2 separate regions of the Mus musculus genome follow, and region 1 is linked to region 2. The links are chromatin contacts, called in public HiChIP or PLAC-seq maps. All regions are on one chromosome and are shown on one strand. Each heading gives the region's core, a stretch centred on a gene start, on an enhancer-like site or on the middle of the called end of the contact. The rest is flanking DNA. Distances are from core to core; before and after follow the strand shown.

The links. HiChIP or PLAC-seq counts read pairs in DNA pulled down with a chosen protein or histone mark.
Region 1: an H3K27ac HiChIP or PLAC-seq map of extraembryonic endoderm stem cells shows a contact between it and region 2, with 6 times the contacts expected there. The contact joins the promoter of Clp1 here to the enhancer-like site in region 2. A contact is called at or near these places in 10 of 39 promoter capture datasets (the C10 cell line, the HPC-7 cell line, HPC-7-derived erythroid cells and 6 more), 2 of 15 datasets of contacts at CTCF or cohesin (the NIH/3T3 cell line and large pre-B cells), 5 of 484 Hi-C or Micro-C datasets (B cells, CD8 T cells, embryonic stem cells and 1 more), 15 of 115 datasets of contacts at active chromatin or transcription factors (the 230-238 cell line, acute myeloid leukemia, bone marrow-derived macrophages and 11 more) and 3 of 9 other capture datasets (adipose tissue, liver and pancreatic islet).

What each region holds. Positions count from the first base shown.
Region 1 is chr2:84,725,911-84,728,610 of GRCm38.p6, reverse strand. It overlaps Clp1 (CLP1, cleavage and polyadenylation factor I subunit), which reads left to right and starts at 1,324. Exons shown (of 3, transcript NM_133840.3): 1 at 1,324-1,448; 2 at 2,455-2,700. The coding sequence starts at 2,477.
Region 2 is chr2:84,458,533-84,461,232 of GRCm38.p6, reverse strand. The region is part of intron 2 of Tfpi (tissue factor pathway inhibitor); the gene reads left to right. Among named protein-coding and RNA genes, the nearest start is that of Tfpi, 14 kb to the left of the region's middle. Within about 2 kb of position 1,367, at least 28 of the 459 cell types and tissues checked have an H3K27ac peak or open chromatin away from gene starts, as enhancers often do. A contact at or near this core is called in bone marrow-derived macrophages, embryonic stem cells, extraembryonic endoderm stem cells and 1 more, where this site is marked.

The DNA.
Region 1 (2,700 bases), core at 75-2,574, 270 kb before region 2:
TCTTGAGCAAATGTCACTGATTAGCCTAGTTTTCTCCTCAGATGAAATTGGAGATGTTATACCTACCTGGGTTTGTTGGGTATTTTTTTTTTTTTGTTTTTTTGTTTTTTTTTCGAGACAGGGTTTCTCTGTATAGCCCTGGTTGTCCTAGAACTCACTTTGTAGACCAGGCTGGCCTTGAACTCAGAAATCCGACTGCCTCTGCCTTCCAAGTGCTGGGATTAAAGGCGTGCGCCACCACTGCCCGGCTTGTTGGGTACAGTGACACAGACACCTGGAACTACTTTGAAAAATGTATAAACAGATATTATAGTCTCCCCAGTCTATAATAAAAACTTAAGGCTAACATCAGATACTTTCTATATTATAGGCATTGTGCTTAGCACATATGTCTCATCTAATCTTCAAAACAACTTTAGGAGGTTGAATACTGTTATTATTCCCATTTTATAGACAAGAGATGTCTCAGGGAAAGGGAGCCTGTCAGGCAGTAAAATAATATAAGTTTCCAAAGGCCATACTCATGAAGTGGATTATAGGCGTGGAACCAGTTAGCAGTGGTGTCAACGATTTTGAATAACTGTCAGATGTGCATAGAGAAACAGTTTAGAATCTGGCAGAAGTTGTTGGATAATGACTGATTCATAAGATAAACGAAAGAAATCATAGGACTTTTATTCTATATTTACTAAAGTAAAAAAATCAGCCTGGTTATTGGCTTAAGTCTGTAAATCCCAGAAGTCAGATCAGAGGCAGGAGAATCTCATGGAGTGCCAGGTTGGCACCTTGAGCATACAGAGGAGGTGGGGGTGGGGGCAGGGAGAGAGGGAGAATTACACTTTGTTTCTTCTATGTGCCAGTTCCGCATAGACTCAAATGGGTACTGCTTGACCTGATGTGTGTGTGTTCGCGTGCGCGTGCGCGTGTTTCTGCCACTTTCCAGCTGCCTGGGTCTCCGGCTTAGGCTAACTTCCCCACTTTTTGGCTTGTGGTCTAGTCGAGCAGAGCTCTGATCTAGACAGTGATGCAATGCCTCTCCCTTTCTGGTCGCCCTTAGCTTTCCTGGACAGCAGATAGGGAGAGACCCTATAACCACCTCCCTCCCGAGGGCGAACCAGCAACTTCTCCTCTCCGCCTCCGGTCGTCTTCCCACACAAAGTGACGGCGCTGCCCCGCCCACCTCCGCGGGTCACCGAACAATCCTTGAACTATATTTCCCAGAGGGCCAAGCGGCGACGCGCGCTCACTCACTCCAAACTACAGGTCCCAAGATGCATCACGCGATCGCGTCTTCTACTACTGCGCAATTGCGGAACCGCCTTTGCTTTCCGGCTAGTATTTAGGTGAACGTTATTCGTGGTTTGCTGAGGTCCGAGGTTTGCTGAGGTCGGAGGTTTCCAGAGGTCCCAGGTTTCTGTGAAGCTGGTTTTGAGTCCGTGCCCGTATAGGTAAGGCTTAAGGATCCCAATTACCTTTGAGAAGCCCCGGCAGATTTTGGTGTCGGAGCTAACTAGACCCAGAATTGTGGTTCAGAATTAGAAATAGTAATTTAAATTTCTTTGGTAGTTTGTTGTTTGTTTGTTGTTGTTATTTCGAGACAGGGTTTCTATGTGTAACCCTGGCTGTCCTGGAACTCAGAAATCCACCTGCCTCTGCCTCCGCCTTTCAAGTGCAAGGACTAAAAGGCGTGTGCCACCACTGCCCGGCAGTAGTTTCTAATTTACAATGTTTTGTTTTTCCAACTGTGGTCCTTGTTATTCCCGGCCCAGCACCGTTACAAGAGGACGTGTAAAAGCCCACCATATAGCAGCTGGGGAGTTGGTTCAGGTATTAAGTCGTTGGATTATAGTAAGTAACTACTAGTAGTCCCAGAGTTGGACATGCAACTGTTTTCTGAGTCTGCACCCAGTGTCCTGTTCTTTGCATACGATTCAGAGCTTGTTTCGTGTTGGCTAAGGGAGCTGGACAATGGGCATGTGTTACTTTGTTTTCCAATAGAGTGATGGAGGAAAGACTATGCAATTCAAATCTCCTGTTAGTTACATCGGTAGGTAGTTTTCTTTTTATGTCCTAGTCATTCACTCTTACTTTTTGTTGAGGTGTGTTACTATTCCACCTACCAGAGGCCCAGGAGCAAACAAAAATACCTTTACTGCTGGATAGTGGAGGCGCACGTGTTTAATCCCAGCACTTGGGAGGCAGAGGCAGGTGGATTTCTGAGTTCCAGGGCAGCCTGGTCTACAGAGCATTCCGGGACAGCTAGGGCTACACAGAGAAACAAACAAAACAAAACAAAACACCTTTAGCTTCTGGTTGTGGAGAGACTGGCTGTAAACAGTGAGTCTGGCAGCAATAAGAACTGCAGAAAAAGATAAAGGGACTAAACCAGTGGAAGATTTTTTTGAATAGTGGCCTGATGTGGTGATTTAATCAAATGTTTAATTTGGGTCCTAGGCACGTCAGCTTTACTGGAAAGATGAGCGAGGAATCCAATGATGACAAGAAGCCAACGACTAAGTTTGAACTAGAGCGAGAAACAGAGCTTCGATTTGAGGTGGAGGCCTCTCAATCGGTTCAGTTGGAGTTGTTGGCTGGCATGGCGGAGATCTTTGGCACAGAGCTGACCAGAAACAAGAAATTCACTTTTGATGCTGGTGCCAAGGTGGCTGTTTTCACTTGGCATGGCTGTTCTCTGCAGTT
Region 2 (2,700 bases), core at 118-2,617:
CCAGTGTTTACAAATTGAAATTGCCAGCGCTATTTACTGGCTGTTTGGACCTGGTGTATTAAGAAAGTAGCCGAACTCTTTCAATGGCTCAGAATCCAGGAATGGTGAGGCTCATATTCTATGCTGTGTGGAGGGGAAAAAAGGAAGAGGCTGTCCTGAGACAGAGAATAAAGCGATTAGAGATCCCTGATGGTGCTCAGTCACTTGGTTCTAGCTGTTTCTGAGATTAATACAAATCAGTCCTTCTAGGCCCAGGTAGCTCCACATTGTCTGGAACGTGGTTAGTGACATTTTGACCGAATTCATCTAAGCTGGTTTTGACTACGTTGGAACCAAGCACAGACTAGATGACTAAATAAGTGATTTTTTTAAGCTGCAGCCTTTAAATAGGATTAACTTGGTAGACGTAGAGTCTCTATTCTTGAGTTTTTAGCAGGCATTCTACCTAAGCCGGCATTCTGAACCAGGCAGACAAAAACCTTACCTCCCAGTACATTCAAAACACAGCTGCAACGGACTTCCCGTGGAACCAAATGGAATCAAAGCGTCTCCGAAAGTATTTGAAAAAAATCAAATTAAAACCTAGATGTTTAGTAGAAATACTCTTTATAATCACATGTGTGGATCAGACTCTCATAATGGCATGAGGTATGTTGTATGAATTATAAATTTGTAACATTTTCAATGGGCACACATTACTTCACTATTCATGTATTTCAGTCCACCCATGCCTTTTTTATTTCTTTTTCTTTTTCTTTTCTTTCTTTCTTTCTTTCTTTTTTTTTTTTTTTTTTTTGAGATAGGGTTTCTCTGTGTAGCCCTAGCTGTCCTGGAACTCACTCTGTAGACCAGGCTGGCATGGAACTCAGAATATTTATGTATTTTCTATTTGTCAGTATTCTGATTTGGCAGTTTCTGGAATCAAGAATTATGACAGAAATTTCTATAACTTAAAAATTATGCAGTCTTAGTTATTCTGTTATAGAAGTAAAAATTGAGACAATAACGTATATGATACAAAGACAGGCATTTGAAGGGGTAGCTGTAGATCACGCATTTGCGCTGACTCTGAAGCCTCAACATCCCGTTTCCCGGTCCTTTCCCGGTCCGGCATCGTTTCCTTTCCCCTTTGAGTGCAAAGAGGAAGTCTTTGTGTGTGTGTGTGTGTGTGTGTGTGTGTGTGTGTGTGTGTGTGTGTGTGTGTATTTTGTTTTTTAAAGCTACATGTTTTTCAACTTCTTTTCCTTTTAAGATCCAGATCTTTAAATCTTTCTGAAACAGGAAATGTCCCACTTCCTACGGGAATCCATTTCCCTCGGGCTGCAAAAGGGCTGGCTCATCACTTGCCTGTCTTAAAGGCGGACAACTCCTTAAACCAGGGAAAGGTGACTTGATGAGCTGCAGGGAGGGAGTGGCTGGGGTCCATTGTGTTCAGCTACTCAGTGCTTATCTCGCAGAAAACCTGGTTAGGAAACGGGAGTTCTCAAACAAATACCACAAGAGACAAGGAGGGGATTTGTGACAATGCTTCCTTCTGAAGGAGGGACCAAAGCAAGAGGAAAGAGAGACAAAGTTGAGAGCTGCCTTCAGAATGTTGACGTCAAGAACAACAAAATAATTGGAAAATAAGAGTTCTGACTAAGAAAGCAAAGTTGCTGAGTGGCATGGAAAGTGCAACCTGTTTATACCCAAACCAGTTTTTAAAAACATACTAATATAACAAGTATAATAAGCAGGTATTTTATTATTTTAGTATATATATTATATATACATATATGTGTGTAATATATTATATATAATTATATATATAATATTTTGTGTACATATACAAAATCATATAAAATATTATATATAATCTTTAATGATTTTTTTACTATTTACATTTTTCACACTTTTTCTAATTAGATATTTTCTTCATTTACATTTCAAATGCTATCCCAAAAGTCCCCTATACCCTCCCTCCTGCCCTGCTCCCCAACCCACCCATTCCCGCTTCCTGGCCCTGGCATTTTCCTGTACCGGGGCATATGATCTTCTCAAGACCAAGGGCCTCTCCTCCCATTGATGGCCTACTAGGCCATCCTCTGCTACATATGCAACTAGAGACACAGCTCTGGAGGGTACTAGTTAGTTCATATCGTTGTTCCTCCTATAGAGTTGCAGACCCCTTCAGTTCCTTGGGTACTTTCTCTAGCTCCTTCATTAGGGGCCCTGTGTTCCATCCAATAAATGGCTGTGAGCATCCACTTCTGTATTTGCCAGGCGGTGGCATAGCCTCACAGGAGACAGCTATATCAGGGTCCTGTCAACAAAATCCTGCTGGCATATGTAATGGTGTCTGGGTTTGGTGGCTGATTATGGGATGGATCCCCGGGTGGGGCAGTCTCTGGATGGTCCTTCCTTCCTTCTCAGCTCTGAACTTTGTCTCTGTAACTCCTTCCATGGGTCTTTAATGATTTTTTACAGTCCAGTTGTTACCCCATTCTGGTCTGCCTCTGACAGTTCCTCATCCCATTCCTTCCTCTTTCCCGAAGTCCCCTCTCAAAGAGGATCCCCCCACCCCCACTTCTCCACTCCCTGGGACCTCTAGTCCCTCAAGGGTTATGTGTGGCATCTCTGACTGAAGCCAGACCTGGCAGTCCTCTGCTGTATATACATGTCAGGGGCCTCAGTCCAGCTAGTATGTGCTGCCTGCCGAAC